2 separate regions of the Triticum aestivum genome follow, and region 1 is linked to region 2. Evidence: chromatin contacts called from public Hi-C data. All regions are on one chromosome and are shown on one strand. Each heading gives the region's core, a stretch centred on a gene start, on an enhancer-like site or on the middle of the called end of the contact. The rest is flanking DNA. Distances are from core to core; before and after follow the strand shown. Region 1 holds the start of LOC123092997 (plant intracellular Ras-group-related LRR protein 7). Region 2 holds the start of LOC123092990 (probable mitochondrial-processing peptidase subunit beta, mitochondrial).

The links. Hi-C and Micro-C count contacts between places; a contact is called where the count stands out from the background.
Region 1: a contact with region 2 is called in a Hi-C map of leaf, with 3 times the contacts expected there. The contact joins the promoter of LOC123092997 here to the promoter of LOC123092990 in region 2. A contact is called at or near these places in 3 of 5 Hi-C or Micro-C datasets (all in leaf).

Annotation. Positions count from the first base shown.
Region 1 is chr4B:514,157,173-514,163,830 of IWGSC CS RefSeq v2.1, reverse strand. It overlaps LOC123092997 (plant intracellular Ras-group-related LRR protein 7), which reads left to right and starts at 3,694. Exons shown (of 9, transcript XM_044514872.1): 1 at 3,694-3,996; 2 at 5,568-5,637; 3 at 6,019-6,065; 4 at 6,192-6,201; 5 at 6,520-6,605. The coding sequence starts at 3,898. It overlaps LOC123092996 (tyrosine-specific transport protein 2), which reads left to right. Exons shown (of 3, transcript XM_044514868.1): 2 at 467-563; 3 at 2,582-2,919. The coding sequence ends at 560.
Region 2 is chr4B:513,164,587-513,171,465 of IWGSC CS RefSeq v2.1, reverse strand. It overlaps LOC123092990 (probable mitochondrial-processing peptidase subunit beta, mitochondrial), which reads left to right and starts at 5,588. Exons shown (of 9, transcript XM_044514863.1): 1 at 5,588-6,372. The coding sequence starts at 5,704. LOC123092991 (neurofilament heavy polypeptide) reads left to right here and starts at 1,280. Exons shown (of 8, transcript XM_044514864.1): 1 at 1,280-2,265; 2 at 2,345-2,390; 3 at 2,489-2,566; 4 at 2,708-2,827; 5 at 3,648-3,746; 6 at 3,871-4,025; 7 at 4,165-4,230; 8 at 4,492-4,946. The coding sequence starts at 1,367. The coding sequence ends at 4,516.

The DNA of each region.
Region 1 (6,658 bases), core at 2,445-4,944, 990 kb before region 2:
GACATTTAGTACTACTCAGATTAGCCTGACAATAAGACATCTCAGGTTCTTGCATAATGCAATCACACACTTCTCCGGCCCTTTCCTCTACCTCTTTTCTGGATGTGAACATGTCATTCTTCTAAACAGACGCTGTATAGTTTGTGGAACCACTAACGATTTATCAGTTTCAGTTATGCAATCGTTTGTCTTTGTTCGTTCTGTAGTCAAACTGTCGATTTTTTGCCTCCAGCTTTCAGAGCACACGATGGCCTTTTTGTCATTACGTGTGTGAGTAGAATCATGTAATATACTAATTTATGTGATAGCGGTCATTTTATGTGCAAGAAATATTTAATCTTGTGAAGGATGATATAATTTATTATATAAGAACCTCAAAAGAGTAGGTTAGCATCAATATTTTGAGTATCTAAACTGTAAACTTCCATTTTGTTCAACATTTTTGTTTTGCTTCTTCATCCTCCAGGTCACCTGGTTCATGTGAAGATATTTTGCCTGGTGGGAATGCTGCTCTCTTGGTACTTTTCATCGTTGCGGTTATCCTAGCATTCCGGCATTAAAAGGTAAGCATATGAGGTACACATTTTTTTCTTATCATACAGCTCATGAGTGCTGAGCAAGTCACAAATATAATTCTTCAGAGTTTGACCAACTGAAGTTTCTGTTTCATAATTTCCATGGGTGTGCAAATTAAAACCGTGAAGTTATCATTGCAATTGTCTGCAGAACTAACCAGTGTAATCAAAAGACTTCTTCCAGTAAAATTAGATTGGAAAACATGCGCAGTACAAATGAAAAAGTAAATTCAATATTGTTGAGCTTGGATGGTAAAATTCCCACTTACCGAATTATCCACAAGCCAGAGAAACTTTTTTTGACGGATTCTCTTGTGACTCCTTACCGCCAAGGCTACTTCATGCAGTGTTTAGAGCAACATTCGGTCAGACCAATTTTTTAGGAACCCTTGTGTCTGGTGTTCTCTCTTACCATTGTTCTGACAACTTTGATTCATTTAGGACTTCAAGGTCACTAGCTATGTTATTTGTACTGGTGATTACTATATCAGTAAACTGGGTGTCTTTATATATGTCTATTACATCAAGTACATACTCAGTACATCTCTGTAATGTTGATCCAGGCCTGACCATCGTTCCATCAAATGAGCGAAAGAAGTCTGTTTTGGGAGAGCAATTAACCATCTTGTAGTTGATTGGTGCTTGAAAGCTCGACTATATTGTCCTCACCATTAATGGGTTTATTTTTATTATGTACTCCCTTCGTAAACTAATATAAGAGCGTTTAGGTCACCAATTTAGTAATCTAAACGCTCTTATATTAGTTTACAGAGGGAGTAACTATTATTTGAAATAAAAATGATGCTGTATCACCAAACTTTTGTCGATAAACTAACCATTTTGGCCATGTTGATGGACAGTGGCAGAGGACGGTATGAAATTTTGGTAGGGTGAAATCATGATCGTTGTTTTATACATACTAATAAGAGTATTTGATGTTAGATTTATGACAACAAATCCGTGTAGAAACATATTGAAATGAAATTAGCACATGCAAAAATACCTCACCAAGCTTGTACTACATTTTTTGACATTTCATCGATTTTTAACTATATGAAAGCTTCGTTGATGTTTAAGCGTAAAGGAATGTAAGTAAAGCCTAGCCTGATTAACTCTCATGTGCCTTAAATGTGTAAAGCCCAGCTGCTCAGGCCCTGATATTTCGCTCATCGGTCGTCTATCTTGTGTCCTGGTGACTTTTGAGTCAGCAAAGTTGCCATCCTGAGCTCAAGCTGGCCTGTGGCCATGGCATAGAAGCAGAATAGTAGGGAATATTTACTACACCTGTTAGGTCGGGCGGCTGCCCTACCCCGCCCTATGTGTCCCTCCACCACTGCTAATGGGTTTGGATGGCCAGAAAGCTTGGTAGCTACTACCTCTGTATCTAAATATAAAACGTTTTTTTATGCATCGACCCAGGTCTAAACTCATGGTGCAGTAGTTTTTCTTGTGCAACATAAGACTAGCCACAGTGGGAGTAACTTCAGCAGTAACATCGAGTCCAACTCAGCAAATTTGCTTATGTGGCAGTGAGTTAATGAGGAGAGAGGTAGTTATAGTAACTTAGCTAGTTACTGTAACATCACATGCCCCGATGCAATATGAGTCTATAACCTAATAAATGAAGCTTTGCATGTCACCACACTTATGTTACTACCCACTATGAAGGTAGTAACATAGTCTAGGGATATGTGTATGTTACTAGTGTATGTTACTCACCATTGTGACTAGTCTAAGACCATTTTGTGTAGCTAGAAAGGCTATGTCTGCAAATATGCTTGGTAAGGGTCTAATAATTTTTAAATGATTATTTAGTTAATTTTTTCCAGATAAGCTTGTATGCATTTTGACTCCTGGAGAAGTATTGAACAATTCTGAGGTCACATTCTAATTAGCTAGTTTGCTCAAGTGTGCTGTACCCGTAAGCATGAATTAAATGCGCTAGTCCTTTGATATGATTGTTGCCTAACCCAAAATCGCGTGCCTTATCTCATATCTTGTTCTAGGTGACTACCCTGAATGTCCATGTTTCCAACCCTACTGGACCTCGTTCAGCTGCATACGGATGAGTGGTGCAATTTCACTTTGGTCAAGAATGGTGGTGCGCCATTGCTAACGATAGAACATCACCTTCATAACCGGACCGGAGAAGATGGCACTCGTGATTTCTAGCTGCCATGGATGGAGGGAGAAATGGTAGCCGAGCCGATCATCCCCTATCGCAAAAGGCAAGGGTGCCCAAATGAATGGACGTCTTAATTGATTTTTCATATTAGATATTTTCCTTGTACAATGGGCAAGTATTCAAAGATAATTTGACAATTAAGATGACCATACAAAACTACAAGATGATTTTGTTTTACAGTTGGTAATCCTATTGTTAATTCACAAAACACACCCAAGAGTTTTTGTTTAATCAAAACTAGCTGGTTACAATTTTCAAAGCATTCTAGAGACATTTAAAAAATAAAATCAGATGAAACGGTAAGAGCAATGGAGTCAATGAAGATGCCCGCACTGTTTGGCTCATGCCGAAGATGGCATACTCTTTTCAGTTGTTGCCGCGTAAAAGAAGTGTGATCAGCTGGGATTTTCGGACACTCTACAGAGAGCAATTGCAAATGACAGATCAGGATCAGTCACCATGGAGTTTTTAATAAAACTCAGTGATGTTGTTGATGGGCTCCCGATGGCACAACTGGCGGTAGTTGCAACATGGTTCCTCTTGTGGCAGCGCCGTCAGCTGGTAAAAAGGCCTTGTGATCCAAACTCTGGAGAAAACATCGATGCCCTTAAAAGTTTTTGTAAGCCAATTAGGTACCGGATGAATTAGCCAGACAATCCTTTAGCTCGAAATCTTCTGGTTCTTGGGATGTTGTGATCCTTGACTTTATTTGTCATCTTTTGATATACGATATGGCATATATGGGAAATAAAGTCTAGTTACTGTAAAAAAAAACTGGAAGTGTAGAATTGCAAATTTACAAAGAGGCAATCTTGTCTGTTCATAATAATAAAAAATAATCAAAAATTGGTCTGTTGCCTGCCACTGTCAGTCTCATAGATAACCGTTTGACAAGATCGAGATGCCAGGTAAGCAGCACGGGGACCCGCAGCCCTGCGGGGAGAGGCACCCAGCGGTGGTCCCAGCTGACAGCGAGTGGACGAGGTCAAGGCAGATCCCGCCGGCCGCCCCCAACTGCCTCCTCGCCGAAGTCGTCGCCCGCCCCTCCCCCTGAAACAAAATCTCTTCCACAATCGGAGGGGAAAGCATCTGCGAGTTTCGCCCTCGCGCGGGCGACGGGCGGCGGCGGCGGCGGAGATGGGCTGCTGCAGCAGCCGGAGCTCGGACTCGCCGGCCACCCGCGTCACGCGCTGGCGCTCCACCGGGATCGTCGCCCTCCGGGACGCCAAACTGAAGGTTATCCTCGCCCACAGCCCCCCCTCCCCTTTCCTGTAAATTGACATTTTGGGGGCGTCCACCGCATCAGCTCCCCTGAATGTCGGATGATTATACGTTGAGAGTACGAGCGACGATGCTTTTCTGAGTGATGGTACATCGCCCGTTTGATTAACTGGTTGAGTATCCATGGAGGATTCCTAGGTGGAAGGAAAGCGCAATTTTGCCGATATAAAAGTTAAAAGTATGCCATCCTATGTGGTGATGCACTAACTTGGAACTGTGTTGCTTTTCTTTTGGCTGAAATAACCTTTTAGCTGACACGATAAACAGATAAGCATTTAACTTGCCACCTTTAATGGCTGGTTTTAGTCATTATATTATAAGAAATGCAACCTTAGGAAGATTATCATACTTGGCACTCCAAAATTGAGCATTCTGGGAACTCTAGAGTACTGCTAAAGGTATGCCTAAAATGTACCCATGTGTACCGATGTTACTGCTGCAAGCCTGCAACGATGTACTTCTAAGTTAACATTTTTTTAAATCAAAAGGCTATCTGACAGTTTCATTGATAGATGATGAGAAAAATACAAAGTTACAAACTGCAGGTAAGCACCTGTAGCTTGAAAGCGGATGAAAACCAAAATGATGAGTATCCTTGAAAACCAAAATGGTGAGGCTAATGAGGTAAGCACTAGTTGTTTCACCCAGCCACACAGAGGCCCCAATTGTGTTGGCAGGTGTCGTGCCCTGGCCAACAGCCAGGCGTTTGCCTCGTCTTTTTTATTTTTAATTCTCGGAAAACGCATTGATGGAAGCTTCTTTTGTCTGAATCATACGCCTGCTTCTCTGCTCGAAGCTTCCCAAACTACAAGCATTAACAGGACCGAGAGCGCTTACTGCCAGTTGAATGTAGCTCGTCAATTAGGGAGGCAAACCTCCAGTATACCAAGTAATTTTCCCTGAAGGAGTGAAGCCGTCATAGCAGCAGCTTGTCCCATAACTGCCACACGAATTGGTTTCTAGCACATAGGTGGGTGAACAGTTTTCGATGCATAGAGGGCATATATAGGTGCTGGGCTATTGGCTTGCTAGCAGCGGTCTGCTGTCAGTATTCAATTTTCTAACCACACATGAAGACGCCACTCTGCTGTTGATGCCCAGACCTTCGAAATCTCAGCTTCACATTAAGCCTAGGAACTGAATCCTGTATGCCTAAGATGATGAGCAATACCCGCATGTGCGTGAAGTGTGAACTTCCAACAGAAGGTGGTGTCTGTGTTGAGCGCTACCTTCTGTACCGCTGTCCATGGCCTTCTGAAATCCAGCAAGGAGCCAGAAAACACATGGCTCCTCAGGTCAGCAGCACAAGGGCTTGATATCGGTACTGGTTCACTAAATGAAATCCATATGGTGCTTACTCAGTTGTTTTTCCTCGTATAAATATTTCCTATTAGATTGTTCTCATATTTCAAATATTTAGCTTATAAGTGAACTTATTATGTCTACATGAAAAAGGGTGCTTTTCTGCACTTCTTACTGTAACATTGCACTTCTCTTCCAGAGTTGCTTAATATCATTCCATGCAGGTGGTACCACATGAAGTTCTGCAAGTGGGAAATTCCCTTAGAACTCTGGATTTGACAAATAACAAGATAGGTAATCAGAAATTTCAAGTAGTTATCTCCATTCAGGGTGATAGACATTAATGCTTGGTATTGTCTCACTTTCTTGTACTTAGTCAGAAAGAAACTGGTTGGAAGTTATATGCACATTTATTTTTCACTTCACAATGTGAGCAATTGCTTTATTTCAAGCCAACTTGCTACAATTGGACCCTTTATTTTCTTGCATTTCTTTTTCTACCAGTTTGTGGATACAACTTATCCAAAACCCGTGCTGGGCAATTTGCATCTTACTGGCTGAATTCCTGTTCTGAATAAGCTGTCTTGCCTGAAACTGCATAAGCTGTTTTCACATCTTTGATGTTTGTAATTGTATTTTCTTGAGCAACGACAATTCGTTCTTTTGATTTTGCAGTTGAGGTTCCCCAGGAAGTTGGTACCATTGTGAATATGCAAAGGCTGGTAAGCATTCTTAGTAAAAACCGTCCTGGATTTTTTTAGAGATGTGTATTTGCAAGCAACGATTCTTCCATTTGTTTATTCTCAGTAATGGCGGCTTGATAGTGATGTTTTCTCTTGTTCCTGTAGGTTTTGGCTGGTAATTTGATTGAAAACATTCCAGCTAATATTGGATACCTGCGGAACCTTAAAATCCTCACGCTTGACAGAAATAGGATCACTGTCTTGCCTGAAGAATGTTAGTTCATACATCTTATCTATATTATTTGTAAGAATGGAAATGAAACAAGCAAAGTATTACCTAGGTTTATTATTTTATTAGTACATAACAAAGGTGGCCTAGGCTCTAGTCTAAAACCTTGCCCTAACAAGGAGTTAGTACAGAGTTATGACTTTCATACCATTATTCTACTAACTTTTGTTTCCGTTTTCTCACATGATCTTTTTTTCGATTCAGTGGGTTCTCTATCAAATCTTCAGCAGCTTACAGTTTCTCAGAATTCTTTGCTGTGCCTACCTAAAAGTGTTGGAGATTTGTGCAATGTAAGTTTTTTATTTGGTTCAATATGCCAAACTTAGCCTATCTCCGCAAAAGA
Region 2 (6,879 bases), core at 4,339-6,838:
ATCAGAGTAATGGATCATTCGACAAGATGAATGTCGGGAATTCATCAGTGTCACTGGTTTTGCTTTGCATTTATATATTTCGATTTGTTTGTCTTGTCTTATATTCACTCATTAGTATTGGGCGCTCCTCAAGCACATCATCGCACGATCGCATCTACGCAACACACACACCGTATGTTCGGTGCATCAGAGCATCTATAGCCGGACTCCCCAAATCTCCTCCCCCTACATGCCCGGATGGACGGTTTAACTGGTAAAAAAAAACATCGACCTTAGACGAATGCCTCATACCGGCCGCAAATGTCTGGGCTAACCGACACGCATCATCTGTTGGAAGCAGCCTCCTATGCTGAACTTTTTTTTTGACGGGCCTACGTGTTGAACTTATCGTGACAGCCCCGTTGGAATTCATGCGGGCCTCCACGCGAGCCCCTCCGCGGATCGTATAAGGGTCGGGTTTGCTCAAATGCATCAACTGTTGAAAGCAGGCCTCCGTGCTGAACAATTTTTTTCTTTTGATGGGCCTGCGTGTTGAACTTATCGTGACAGCCCCGTTGGAATTGATGCGGGCCTCCACGCGAGCCCCTCCCCCCACCTTAGGGCATGTCCAATGCGGACGCTTAGCATGGGCGCCAGGGTAATATTCCCGACCAATTAACGGTTAATTTACATAATCCCAACGTTTGACGAGGCGTCGATGCAAAACTCTGCGTCGGGCGCTAGAGCCTTTTCCTTCCCGCAGCAAGCGCCTATATCCTTTAAATTAGCCTGTGTATTAGCATCGGCCGTTGTAAGGCTGGGCGCTTAGTCGCCAATTTATTTATTTAATATGTTTTTTCTTCTCTGTTAGCGCCCATACAAGCGTCGACCATTGGAGATGGATCCGGCTTGCCTGCTCCCTTTCCATGCTCCCATCCGTACTCCCACCTCATTCAACTGCTGTTTTTTTTTCTTTTTTCTTTCTAATCTAATCATCTCCCCCCCTGATTTTAAGGGAGTGGGGTCGGGTTTTATTTGATTCCAATCAAATCAAGTCACATATATGGGAGCACGGATGGGCACACGGGAGGGGAAAAGGCAAGTCTCGTCCATTGGAGATGCCCTTACCGAATTTACATCCGCACACTGACACCGGGCCCAATCACTCTGGCCCGTCATTGCCACGGAAGCAAACCGGGCCGGGATCGAGTGCGAAATCGCGGAGCGTGTTTGGAAAGAAAACTAGCCGTTAGGCTCCTCGGCCCCCAACGCTCTCCTTTTCCTTCTCCGCCCGTTCCCCGTTCCCTTCCACCCCCGATCTCCCATCCCCCCACCCTATCGAAACCATTCCCAAGCAAAACACCCTGCGCGATCCCAAACCCTAGCCATGGCGACCGGGGCGGCGGCGAAGACTCCGACCAAGCCATCGGCCCCCGCGGCGCCCAAGACCCCGGCCAAGCCCGCGCCCTCGGCCGCGGCGACGGCGGCGAAGACTCCCGCAAGGCCCCCGTCCTCGGCGGCGGCGACGGCGAAGACCCCGGCCAGGTCCGTCTCCCGCGCGCGGTTCGCGCACGCCTCCGAGAACTCCGACCCCAACATCCTCGCCTCCCCTCCCCGGACCACGTCCAAGACCCCCGCCAAGCCCGCCGCCGCCGCCACCTTCTCCGCCTCCGTCAGGAAGAAGCGTGCCACGCCCGCCCCGCCGCCGCCGGTCCCGCAGCGCCGCTTCCTCGTGGCGAAGAAGGGAGCGCATCGGCGGAGGCAAGCCGGCGCGAGCGGAGGAGGCGGCCAGTTCGACTTCGACAAGTGCCGCGAGGCCGCCCGCGAGGCGCTGCGCGCGTCGCACGAGGAGTTCTTCCTCAAGGAGCGCGCGGTGTCCGCGGCCAGCGAGGAGCAGGAGTCGCAGAAGGAGGAGGAAGCGGCCGAAGATGACGCAAACAGTGCCGCTGTTGTCGAGGAGGGGGAGGGAGCGGAGGTGGCGGATTTGGAGGGGAGCGGCAAAGTTAGAGCGATTCGGAGCAGAGTCATGGCCAAGGCGATGAACAGCGTGCCAGATGCTGGGGCGGGCCGTGTCAAGCACCTGGTGCATGCCTTCGAGAGCCTGCTCTCCATCTCCGGGGCCACTGCTGACTCCGAACGGGCAGGCGAGGAGGCCTGGGCGCTGCCTGGATTGCAGCCATGGAACGAGGGGAGTGAGGGCTCGCCGGTGGCAGTGTTCTCCTCGTCCGATTTCATGAGCATGGGACCAACCAGACTTTGCAGTTCACTCGATGGCAAGAGCAACAGGTTAGCTGATACCAGCAAACAAACGAGAGAAGTAATTGCACCTAGGTTGTTGCTGATCAAAGTTTGTTCCTCTTTTTAGATCTAGCTGGGACAGCCAGACCGGAGGACGCAGGAGCCGGCGGAACGTGAGGATGCGATAGCCCTTTTTGCTGCTCTACTACTGTTGACCATGTTTGTTCTGTACTCTCTGAATTCAGTGTCTATTTGCTCTTTGATCTGGCAGTCATCCGAATCACTAAGGAGCAGCTGGAATAAAAAGCTCAAGGTCACTAGCCAGCATCCCTTCAAGCTGAGAACAGAGGTGAATAACAAAATCTTTGGCTATGGTTGTGTTTGTTAGTGGGCAAAGTCAGTAGTAGCAGATTCAGCATTCAGCAGGCAGCAGTCAAAATGACCTACTATATTGCTATATTGTCTGATGCGCATATCGTTTTTATAACAGCAAAGGGGAAGAGCTAAAGAACAACAGTTTATTCAGAAAGTCCAGGAAATGCTAATTGAGGATGAGAAGAAGCGCATACATATTGCTCAAGGACTTCCGTGGACAACAGATGAGCCTGAGGTTTGTCATTATATACAGCCTAATTTTCTATAACACAGCCTTGCACTTGCATTTTGTATGGTATAACATACTAGTTCTTGGAGTTGAATAGCAAAAATGACATAATGTCAAAACTGATATATGACACATTCGAAGAATGCTGATTTCCTTTGGAACATAACAATGAATAAAATTGATTAGCGACATATATTCGTTTGGTTCAGTATACCATGGAAGGAAGATAAATGTGTGCTACTTCCAGATTGAAGCTTGTTGTTTGAGCATGCTGTGACTGTTCTTATGACAACATACTAATTCCTGGAGTTGAATAGCAAAAATGACATGATGTTAAAATTAATACTCCTGGAGTATAACATATTTGAAGAATGCTTATTTTCTTTGGAATATAGATGATTAGGAAGATAAATAACAACATACTAGTTCTTGGAGATGAATAGCAAAAATGACATATTGTCAAAATTATATATAACATATTTGAAGAATGCTGATTTTCTTTGGAATATAATTGACGAGGAAGATAAATGTGTGTTACTTCCAAATCGAAGCTTGTTGTTTGTGCATGCTGTGACTGTTCTTATGGCATCGTACTAGTTCTTGGAGTTGAATATAAAATATGACATAATGTCAAAATTATATAAAATATTTGAAGAATGCTGACTTCCTTTGGTGCATGCTGATAACTATCAGGTTGTTCTCCTGATTGTTATTGAATTTATTTTCATAACTTTTGTACCTGGTTCTCTTGGGAATCACTATGATGGTTGATAAGTTTTCAGTTAACAAGTGTATTGTTTTAACTTTGAACCTCTATTTTCACTAGTGCTTGATTAAGCCACCAGTCAAGGAAAGAACAGAGCCAGTCGACCTTGTTCTACATAGTGATGTGCGCGCAGTTGAACGTGCTGAATTTGATCAATATGTAAGCCTCCTTACAAGTTCACTGTACATTGTACATCGCACATGGTTTGAACTTTGAAGTCTTATTTCAGTGGTACCAGTGTGAGCCTTTTACACTCTATTAACTATGCCTGTTTGAGATTTAGGTGTCAGAGAAGACCAAGTTCGGTGAGGAATTAAGATTGGAGCGGGAACGTCAACAAAAGTTAGAGGAGGAAGAAATGATAAGACAGCTGAGGAAAGAGCTTGTTCCTAAAGCACAGCCAATGCCGTATTTTGATCGGCCATTCATCCCCAAAAAGTGAACACCTGTTCTTTAATGAAACTTGTATAGATGATATTTCAATTTCACTAATTGTTGCAATAATGATCCGATATTACCTTTCACTAGTTGTCCCTTTACAAGTAACTAACATTTCTTTCTGTCGTGCTTTTTTAAGGTCATCAAAGACAATAACAATTCCGAAGGAGCCAAACTTTCATCTCCGGCCTGAAAGGTTATCATGGTGAGTTTTTACAGTTCAAGACTGCATGAACAAACACTATAATTTGTGGCAGTTGACTGCCAATGGATTCATCTTTACAGTTCAAGAGTGACTGAACAAACACTATAATTTTTAACAATTAAACAACCAATGAATTCATCTTTCACCATGGGTTATGATTGAAAACAATGCATGTTGTGTCATGTTATTCTCTATTCTCTATACAAAGCATGCTCACCATGCTGGGTTATGTGAATTATGGCTGACAGTTACTATCGACAGCGATGCATGGTCACTGGAAAGCTGAAGACATGGCCCCGCAAGCAACATGAATGTCAGCTGCATCTAGCAAGAGCCGCAGAGCAGCATCATCAACACGCATGATTTAGATGCTCCTCATTCTTTCAAGTGCCTAGCTTCTTCTTAACGTCTCCATGCGCAACGAGACTCGGTCTTTGTGGCTTGGGTGATCTCCAACTTCTGTTCTGTGTACATGCGTTTATGCATATCGATAGCTCTGTGCTTCAGATGCATCCTCCACCTCCAGGGTTAAAACAGCTTGTTGTACAAGAGACCGCAGATGGGAAATTCAAGGATGAATTTCTGTGGTCTTGTATTCCTAAGTTGATTGCCAAAAACCCCGAAATACCAATGTGTTGATATATATGTGGATTTTGAAAAAAAATCTCTATTTTCTACTCCCTCCGTCCCATAATATAAGAACATTTTTTACACTAGTAGCTCTTGCTGAATTTACTGTCAGTAATGTCTGAACTGAAAATAGTTCTGTGGCAAACTGAAGTGCGTATGGAATGGAATATGGATCAAGCTTGTCATGTGGCTTACAGTAACTGTTATGCTAAAGGAACACCGAATCCCTTAGAAACTGAGATGGGATGACATTTATAGAGCTTCACGCTGAAGTTAATAATTAGTCAGAAAACTCTTCGATTGCATCAACTATGTGTGCGTATCATCTTGCAAATGGTCATTTTACGAAGTTCTGAAACCAAGCCAGAGTGGGAAATGTGACTTCTCTCTCCGCGGGACTGAGACGAGTGCTCAACGAGATTCTTTTTTTGTTGCAAAAAAAACGAGATTCTTTTTTTTAAGGCAGAGAAAATCGCTTTAAACACAACGAAAAATACATTTATTTTTTCTGGGTCAGATTCGGCCCAAACCAAGTCTCTGGGCTAGAATGCAAAATGCTTGTGCTGTGAACATTTCAGTGGCAACCCACGAAGACCCAGTAATCCCACACCCAACCACTTTCTTAGAAACAAGCGCATTCCCTCACCGACATGTGGGTCCTCCGCAAGCCAAGCTACGGGCACCCAGCGCTTCTCCCCCACTTGGCAGGCTCCCTCCACGCCACTTCTCTATTTCTCCCCCCATCTCTTCCTCCTCCCCGATCCATCCGACCGCAACAAACCCTAGCACCGCCAGATCTCCACCTCCGCCGCCGCCGGAGAGGCCACCCAACAGATCTCCCCGATGGCGTTCCGCCGACTCCTCTCGGCCGCAGTGCGCCGCCGCTCCGCCGCGGCGGCGGCGGCGGCCGGGAACGCGCGCGAGGCCTCCACGGCTGTCGCCGCGGGCCCCGGCGCCATCGCCCCCGACGCGCCCGCCGTCCACGCCCCGGTGATGGCGTACGACCGGATCGCCGACGCTGTCAACGCGCGCGTCCGCCGCCTCGAGCACCCGGACCCCCGCTTCCTCCGCTACGCCAACCCCGTCCCCGCGCACGTCGACCACACCGCCATCCTCGAGGCGCCGGAGACCAAGGTCACCACGCTCGACAACGGCCTGCGCGTCGCCACCGAGTCCTCTCTCTCCTCGCGCACGGCCACCGTTGGTGTCTGGATCGACGCCGGGAGCAGGTACGAGACGGAGGAGGCGGCCGGGGTCGCCCATTTCGTGGAGCACATGCTGTTCAAGGGCACGGGGACGCGCAGCGCCGGGCAGCTCGAGCAGGAGATCGAGGACATGGGCGGCCACCTCAACGCCTACACCTCGCGGGAGCAGACCACCTACTACGCCAAGGTGCTCGACAAGGACGTGCCACGTGCCATGAATGTTCTCGCGGACATTTTGCAGGACTCTAAGCTCGAGGACAACCGCATTGAACGCGAGCGCAGTGTCATTCTCCGAGAGATGGAGGAGGTTAGTTTCCTGATGCGTATATGTTTGCTTGAGTTAATCACTCCTTTCCACTGCAATAAGGATCTGTTTAGGTGATTTGACGGACAATTTCTTAAACTACCTTAGGTTGATTGCATCATGCCTTCTCTAGTGTTTATTAATATGCATTTCTTGTTTATTGTGATGTTTTTAACCAATCCATATAGAATTCTCTGAGATGATAAGGACTAACTTACAGAGACTTGATTTCTTAGTGTTAGGAATTGTTATGAACTGCTATATGTAAGACGACAGCTGTAAAATGGGCATTTGCTATCAAACTAGTTGGAACGAATACAGATATCAATTTAAGAAAAGAAAAACATGTAACGGTTTGCATTTTTTTTGAACTTACATTTGCCCAATAGGTCCTCACAGAAAATAAGAACTGATCAAAGGCCTAATTTCTTAGTATGTGACATTGTTCTAATTGTATCAAGCTGCTTTAGACTTAGATCTTAGAAGGGAAGGCAACATTGGCATTTGATA